Linked DNA regions of Mus musculus: region 1 is linked to region 2. The links are chromatin contacts, called in public HiChIP or PLAC-seq maps. All regions are on one chromosome and are shown on one strand. Each heading gives the region's core, a stretch centred on a gene start, on an enhancer-like site or on the middle of the called end of the contact. The rest is flanking DNA. Distances are from core to core; before and after follow the strand shown. Region 1 holds the start of Kif17 (kinesin family member 17). Region 2 holds the start of Rap1gap (Rap1 GTPase-activating protein).

Region 1 (3,138 bases), core at 571-3,070, 550 kb after region 2:
ACCTCAGCTCAGTAAGTGCATTGCCATTTCTTTCACTTTCAAGTGAGGCATCTTGTGAGGGATGGAGAGAAAGGCGCCTGTGGAACTCTTTCACAAGAGTTCACCTCCCTTCCATGCCATGGCCACTTGCATGCCTACTCCTGAGTAGGGCCTGGTTGCCATGGGAGCAGAGAGATTAGCATATCCATCCCGTGTCCAACCGCAGAGTTACACCCAAGGAAATTTGGTAGCTACTTTGGCCCAGACTCTAGGCCAGGGCTCACCTCCAAGAGGGTATGTTCGTAGTGTGAATCTCCAATGTGTACAATACCAGGAGAACCTCCGCACATCCAAGGGACCACCAGCCTTCCCCCATGCCCTTTGACATTTTTCTTCCAAAGCATTTATTGATCGCATGGTACAAATGACGCAGTCTGGAGCCCATGTGTTCAGACAGTGTCTTACTTACAAGCCATGGCTCTGTGTCTATGCAGACCACCACCACGGCTCTCTTGTGTGCACTTTGAGACAAATAAACCCCATTCTTCAGTCGACTGCAGAAGTCGTTTTCCTGTTTTGCTTTTGTCTGTCAAACATGACTGCAGCTGGCATAGGACCGAGGTCCTGGCCACCAGGGTCCAGAGAGGTCTGAAGGGATTAGGAGATGAGGTTTCGTGGGAGGGCCTTTGAGAAAAAAGTAGATGGGTCTGTGAGCTGGCTCAGTGCATTTTGTCAAACCTGCTAAACTGAGTTTGTTCCCTTGGTCCCACGTGGTGGAAGGAGAGACCCATATCCTGTAAGTTGTCCTCTGACCGCCACACTGGGTGCACATCCATGCATCCATACAAATGCACACACACGCGTGAGCACACACATGTAATTTATTAAAATTCAGACTCTGATCTGTTTACCGTCTCAGCAAAGTGTAGTAGGTGCTTTGTACAGCCCACATCTGCCTAAACCAAACTTCAGCTCCAGTTATATCCAAGATACTTTTCCTGTCGCCCCCCCAGCCAACAGAGGATCCTTTTAAAGGTGACCCACAGAAATGGCTCATTTGTAGTCATTCTTTGGTGCATGTGTGTGTGTGTGTGTGTGTGTGTGTGTGTGTGTGTGTGTGTGTATGAGAAGATGCGAATGTTAGTTTCCCCTACTAGACTGCAAGAGGCTGTCTTCCCAGAGCCTGTCAAATGACTGATGGTGTTTCTGTGCCTAGGAACTCATGGGAGCACTGCAATTTGGTGGTTGGTGGCACAGACTGGGTCAGGAGGTTAGTCTGTGTGGCCTTTCCAACAGAAAGATTAACTCCTAAATTTTTTTTGTCTTTTTAATTTTTTTTTCAAATATATTTATTTATGCGTGTGAACCTGCTTACAAGAGTCCTTCCACCTTGTGGGGTCCCGGGCATTGACTGGGACCATGTAGGCATGGCAGCAAGCACCTTTCACTGTCTGAGCTATCTTGCTGGCCCAGTTTTCCCGTCTTTTAAAAATATGAATTCTTAGGGCTGTGGATAGGGGGCAGTGAAGTCCTTGTCACTCTCAGACTGTCCCTCTCAGTCTGTAACCCCTAAGGGAAGTGGAGTCAGATGTGGGCTCCAAGTCTTACCCTGCCTACCTCTGCGGGGTTGCTGAACCTCACTGGGCTGGAGCTGCGATGCCTGTGAGACAGAGCAGAGGATGGGATAGGGTAGTTCCTACGGCCTGGTGCATCCCCTGCACCCGGGCTCTCCCTCGCACTCGCCATTCCGTCCTGTGACGTCACGGAGGTTGCCCAGCAACGGCGAACGCCGAGACGGCGTGCACGAGCGCGAGCGTGACCCGGCCAGCTCCGGGGCTCGGGTCGTGCGGCGGCGCCTGCAGCGCGGATCCCCCGTTCCCCGCCCGGGCCCGGCCTCAGGGACGGGCGAGCCCGGGCGCGGGAGGCGGCGGCCCGGGTTCCAGCCCGCACACTTGTCCGCCGAGCCCCTGCCACACCCAGTGCGCCCCGCGGGGAGTCCCGGCCCCCTGGTGCGGCCCCGCCCCCGCCGCCAGGCCCCGCCCCGCGCGGGCTCTGGCTCCACCCCCTGGACCGGGCCACGCCCCCGGGCAGCCATGGCCTCGGAGTCAGTGAAAGTGGTCGTGCGCTGCCGACCCATGAACAAGCGCGAGCGCGAGCTGAGCTGCCAGTCGGTGGTGACGGTGGACAGTGCGCGCGGCCAATGCTTCATTCAGAACCCGGGAGCGGCGGACGAACCCCCAAAGCAGTTCACCTTCGATGGCGCCTACTACATAGAACACTTCACCGAGCAGATCTACAACGAGATCGCCTACCCGCTGGTGGAGGTGAGGGCGTCCCGAGACTGAAGGGCCAGGCTCGGGGCTCCCGGAAAGTGGAGACAGGATAGGTGGGTTAACCCAGCCCCTACCCCAAAAGCCAAGCGAGAAGGCTCCGGGCACAGGTAGATAGCGGCAGGTTAGTCTGAAGGCTTGTCCTGACTGTATCCACCGGGGACCTGCCCCCAGTGTGGTGGCAACCTCCCAGCTGAACCCAGCACCCCAGCTGGTACATGCCCGTCCTTTGCAGCTTTTTCTGCAGAACTTCAGACCCAGGACTGCTCAGCGTCCCTGCTTGTCCTAACCCGCATCGCTTGCAGCCCCATTACCAAAGACTCTAGACTCCTGGTCCTCTGTCCTCATTCCAGACCTGTAGGATCCTGAAAGCTCCAGCCATTTTCCTCAGCCTCCTTCCCTCCTAAGCGTCCCAGGAGTCTTCTCTCCTCTGTTCACACTTGCCCCCATTTCAACCCCACAAGCAAAATCCTCATGTTTGAACTCTTCTCGTTTGAGTAGTAGAGAAAACACTTGTCTTTCCAAGAAAGAAACAGTGTGGTGCTTCCATGTGCTCCAGTATCTGAGGTTTGGAGAAACCCTTATGCAAAGAAATCCCAAAATATTTAACACGGATGCTTTCTATTTTGACTGGCAGGCTCTTTCATCTCTTCTGCCTCTCCTGCCTATTGAGATGTGTTTCAAAGCCTCCAGCCTGTGTGGTGCTGAGCCAGGAATAGAGACGCATCCTTAGAACTTAGGGTCAAGCATGCATCTCTGCTTTGCTGAACTCTGACCCCACTCCAAAGGCTTTCTGACTGATAATGTAGACCACAGAGCACTTGACCAG
Region 2 (3,306 bases), core at 223-2,722:
CTCTGTCTCCTGAGTTCTGGGACTAAAGGTGTGTGTCACCATTGCATGGCTGAGAGTGTCTTCTCTATTGACCTTGCCAGCTCGTCACTGGGCAGCGCCTTTGGAAGTGCTTTGGAAATAATCAGTATTACTGTGTCCCCAGAGCTGTGCAGGGGTTGTATTTTCTTTTCTTTGGGGAGCCACATTTAAATAGACACCGAGCTACCCTCTGCAGTACTCAGGGACTGTAAAATCTGCATACATGTGCATACTTGGCCTACCTATACCTAACCTGGGAGCCAGACCACATTCAGACAGACAGACAGACACAAGTACATATATCTATAGTGTATTCAGACTTGCTCATGAACACATAAAGGAGATAGAAAGTAAATACCCCCCCAGGCGTCCCTACCCACCCCTTCCTACCCACGGGTACTTCTATGCTACAGCAATGCAGTATGTCACGTAGAGCCACGACTAGCCTTGGAGACACACATGTACACAGATAAGGACCTAGACACATACGCAGGCGGCATCCACTCTACCTGGCCTACATATCGCCGGTGATTTGAGCAGCTTTGGCCTCCCCCAGGGCCACGGTAGGAAAAGATGCTCTTCTGGCTGCATTGTGTTGGGTACCCGGAAGTGTGCAGGCCTGGAAGTGGTTGCATAAATCAATATTTGCTGTTGTTAATTATTAAAGCCAAAGCTACTCGGTGTCTGGAATGCACATCTCTGGTGTTCCCGCTGGCTCTCTAGGTCTAAACCTGACCCTGGGCCAGGTCTGGGAGGGCAGGGAAAGTGCTGCCTGCCTTCCTTTCAGGAGCTCCCTGGCCCTGGGGACAGAGGGTAGTAGACAGCACTTCTGGGAAGCTGTAGGAGATCTGCCCCCCGCCCCTAGCTGGAGGACAGTCCTGCCCCTAGAGCATCCAGACTTCTCCAGCATCTGTCTTGGGGTCTGTCCCTGCTGCAGACTGGCTGCACCAGCCTAAGACACAAGGACTTCAGGGTCAAGTTGGGGGTGGGGGGTGTCGTTTCAGAAGCCTTGTAATTTACAGATGGTAAACTGAGCCAATGGAGGTGCCAGAGACTCTGCAGCTTCAGACTCTTCCAGGGATCCCGGGGTTTTCTAGCAAAAAAAGCTATTGCACCTCTTGGAATATGATTTTCTAGTGAAGACATTTGTACCTCCTTGGTTATGGCGATCTGGTGAGACACGCAAAGGGTCCAGCAAAGAAAGTGCTTAAGCACCATCTCCAGTACTCCTGCATTCCCTGGGCACAGCTGTCCCAAGAACCTTGTCCTTGAAGCCCAGAGGCAGGGTCTCCAGTCTGGGAAGACACAGCTGCTCACAGAAGTGCCTGAGGCTTCCCGCGCGCAGGCGCAGTGTCCTGGGCCCCTTGCCCGGCCGCCCCGCGAGTGGGCGTGGTGGCCTTCCGCCCCGCCCCTCCTCCGCGCCTCCCGCACCTGGCGCCCCGCCCCCTCGGGCCCGGCAGCAGGGTGAGCCCAGAGAAGGCAGAGCGGCGGCGGGCGGGACAGGAGCGCAGAGCTCGGGCTACGGGGCCCCGGGCCGGGCCGGCTTACAGCGCCGCCGGGGCTGGGGCTCGGGATGGCGCAGCCGCGGCCCCCAGCGCCCCATGGCCGTCCGCGGAGGGGCTCGTTGCCGGCGGGGGCCGGCTGGCAGGTGAGGACCCTGGCAGGGGCGGCCTGGCCGACTGGGGACCCAGGGCCATCAGTCAGCCTTACTACCCAGAGTCTGGCAGTCTGTGCCTGAACCCCGTCACGGTGGGTGTGTATGTTTTTGGACTGACACCCGAACTACACGGAGCACCCTAGTGTTTTCCAAAGCTGCCCCTGGGTCAGACGTAGGGACACTGTGGCCATGGGCTGCAGTGACACTGGGTGTGTGTTTAACTGTTGTTGGGACTGCCTGCTGCCTTTTCCACACAGATGGAGCGATATCATAGGGTGACTCTGGTGGCTCTTCCCCAGGTGGGATGCCCGGCTTCTGGCCACACCACTCCCAGCCTTCCTTTGCCATGTGTCAGGGCGTCTGCTGTTGCCTGTGGGGCTGTAACTGTGGGTGTTACTTGATGCTCTGTGTGCACACTCTGGGTGACAGTGCCATGTGTCAGTGTTTATGTGGTTGTGATTCTGGTGCAGCCATGTGTGGTGTTTCGTTGTGGCTGGCTGTTTGGTCACCTTAAGTAGGACCTCCTCTTTTCCTCAGCCCTTTGCTGGGTCTCTTTAGGTCAGAGACTATCTGGCTGACCCTGAAAGGATGGTGGCACTGTTGTGACATTGTCACGTTGACAGGTGTGTTTGTCCTTCCTGGACAATAGGTGTGTGTCTATGCTATCTGCCAAACTGTCATTGCTATCTGCTCTTCTAATCTCAGAGGTGTTGGGTGTGGCCACAGGTGCCCATGGCTCAGGGGCTCCTGGGTACTACTGAAGTGGACTTTACAGGTTGGATCTTGTTTTGTAGGTAGGCTTCAGAGTGTATGCACAAGGGCTTAGGTTTTGTGACTTCATACTGTGCATATGTGGTGATGGGTGGTGATGCTCAGGATCCCATGGGGTTTAACAACCCTGGCAGTTGCCTGATTCCTCTTCCTTTGCTCGGAACTCTTGTCTACAATATGGGATGCTGGCTTGGGTTTGTTGCACCGCATGCTTTGATCCTGGCAGTGACGCCTGGGACTCTGCATCTGTTTCCCTGAGCACCTGGCTGAGCCTGCACGTGCCGGTGCTCTCCTGGTCTCAGCCAGGAGAATGCCTGTGTCTGTGTGCAGTTACTGGGGTGCAGGCCTGCACCGGTGTGTGCACAAGTGTGAATATCAGGTACATGGACTTGAGTATGTGTTGTGTGTAACTCAGAACACCAACATGTGTATGTGTGTGTTAGGCAATGTCTCCAAGAATTACTGTGCATAGACTCCATATGGATTTCTGTATGCATCTCTGTGTGTGTTTCTTGATACACAAAAGGTATGCCTGGTGCCATGTTCAAATCATGGTGTGGAGGCCTGTGTGTGCGTCTCACAGACAGAGAGTATGTTTCCTGGATTCACAACCTTAGCACATGTGTGTGAGCCCAGATGGCCCCTCCAGGGCAGCAGGAACCACCTGAGTTGAACCTTGGAAGGGCTGGAGGAAAGGCTGTCCTGGAGACTCTGGGGGCTTCCCAGGCCCGGCCCCCAATCGGCCAGCCTCCATCCGGTAGGGATGCTGCCTTCCAGGAAGACTCAGAAGGGAGTTGGCGCTGGAGAGGCCCGTGCTGCCAGACGATGTGTTAACCCTGTGTGTGTCCTCATTGGCCTTG

The links. HiChIP or PLAC-seq counts read pairs in DNA pulled down with a chosen protein or histone mark.
Region 1: a contact with region 2 is called in an H3K27ac HiChIP or PLAC-seq map of large pre-B cells, with 4 times the contacts expected there. The contact joins the promoter of Kif17 here to the promoter of Rap1gap in region 2. A contact is called at or near these places in 2 of 39 promoter capture datasets (both in liver), 4 of 115 datasets of contacts at active chromatin or transcription factors (embryonic stem cells, large pre-B cells, neural tube and 1 more) and 1 of 9 other capture datasets (embryonic stem cells).

The regions. Positions count from the first base shown.
Region 1 is chr4:138,260,431-138,263,568 of GRCm38.p6, forward strand. Kif17 (kinesin family member 17) reads left to right here and starts at 1,821. Exons shown (of 15, transcript NM_010623.4): 1 at 1,821-2,303. The coding sequence starts at 2,073. It overlaps Sh2d5 (SH2 domain containing 5), which reads left to right. Exons shown (of 10, transcript NM_001099631.1): 10 at 1-538.
Region 2 is chr4:137,705,995-137,709,300 of GRCm38.p6, forward strand. Rap1gap (Rap1 GTPase-activating protein) reads left to right here and starts at 1,473. Exons shown (of 24, transcript NM_001379234.1): 1 at 1,473-1,666. The coding sequence starts at 1,592. It overlaps Rap1gapos (RAP1 GTPase activating protein, opposite strand), which reads right to left and starts at 612. Exons shown (of 2, transcript NR_138594.1): 1 at 528-612.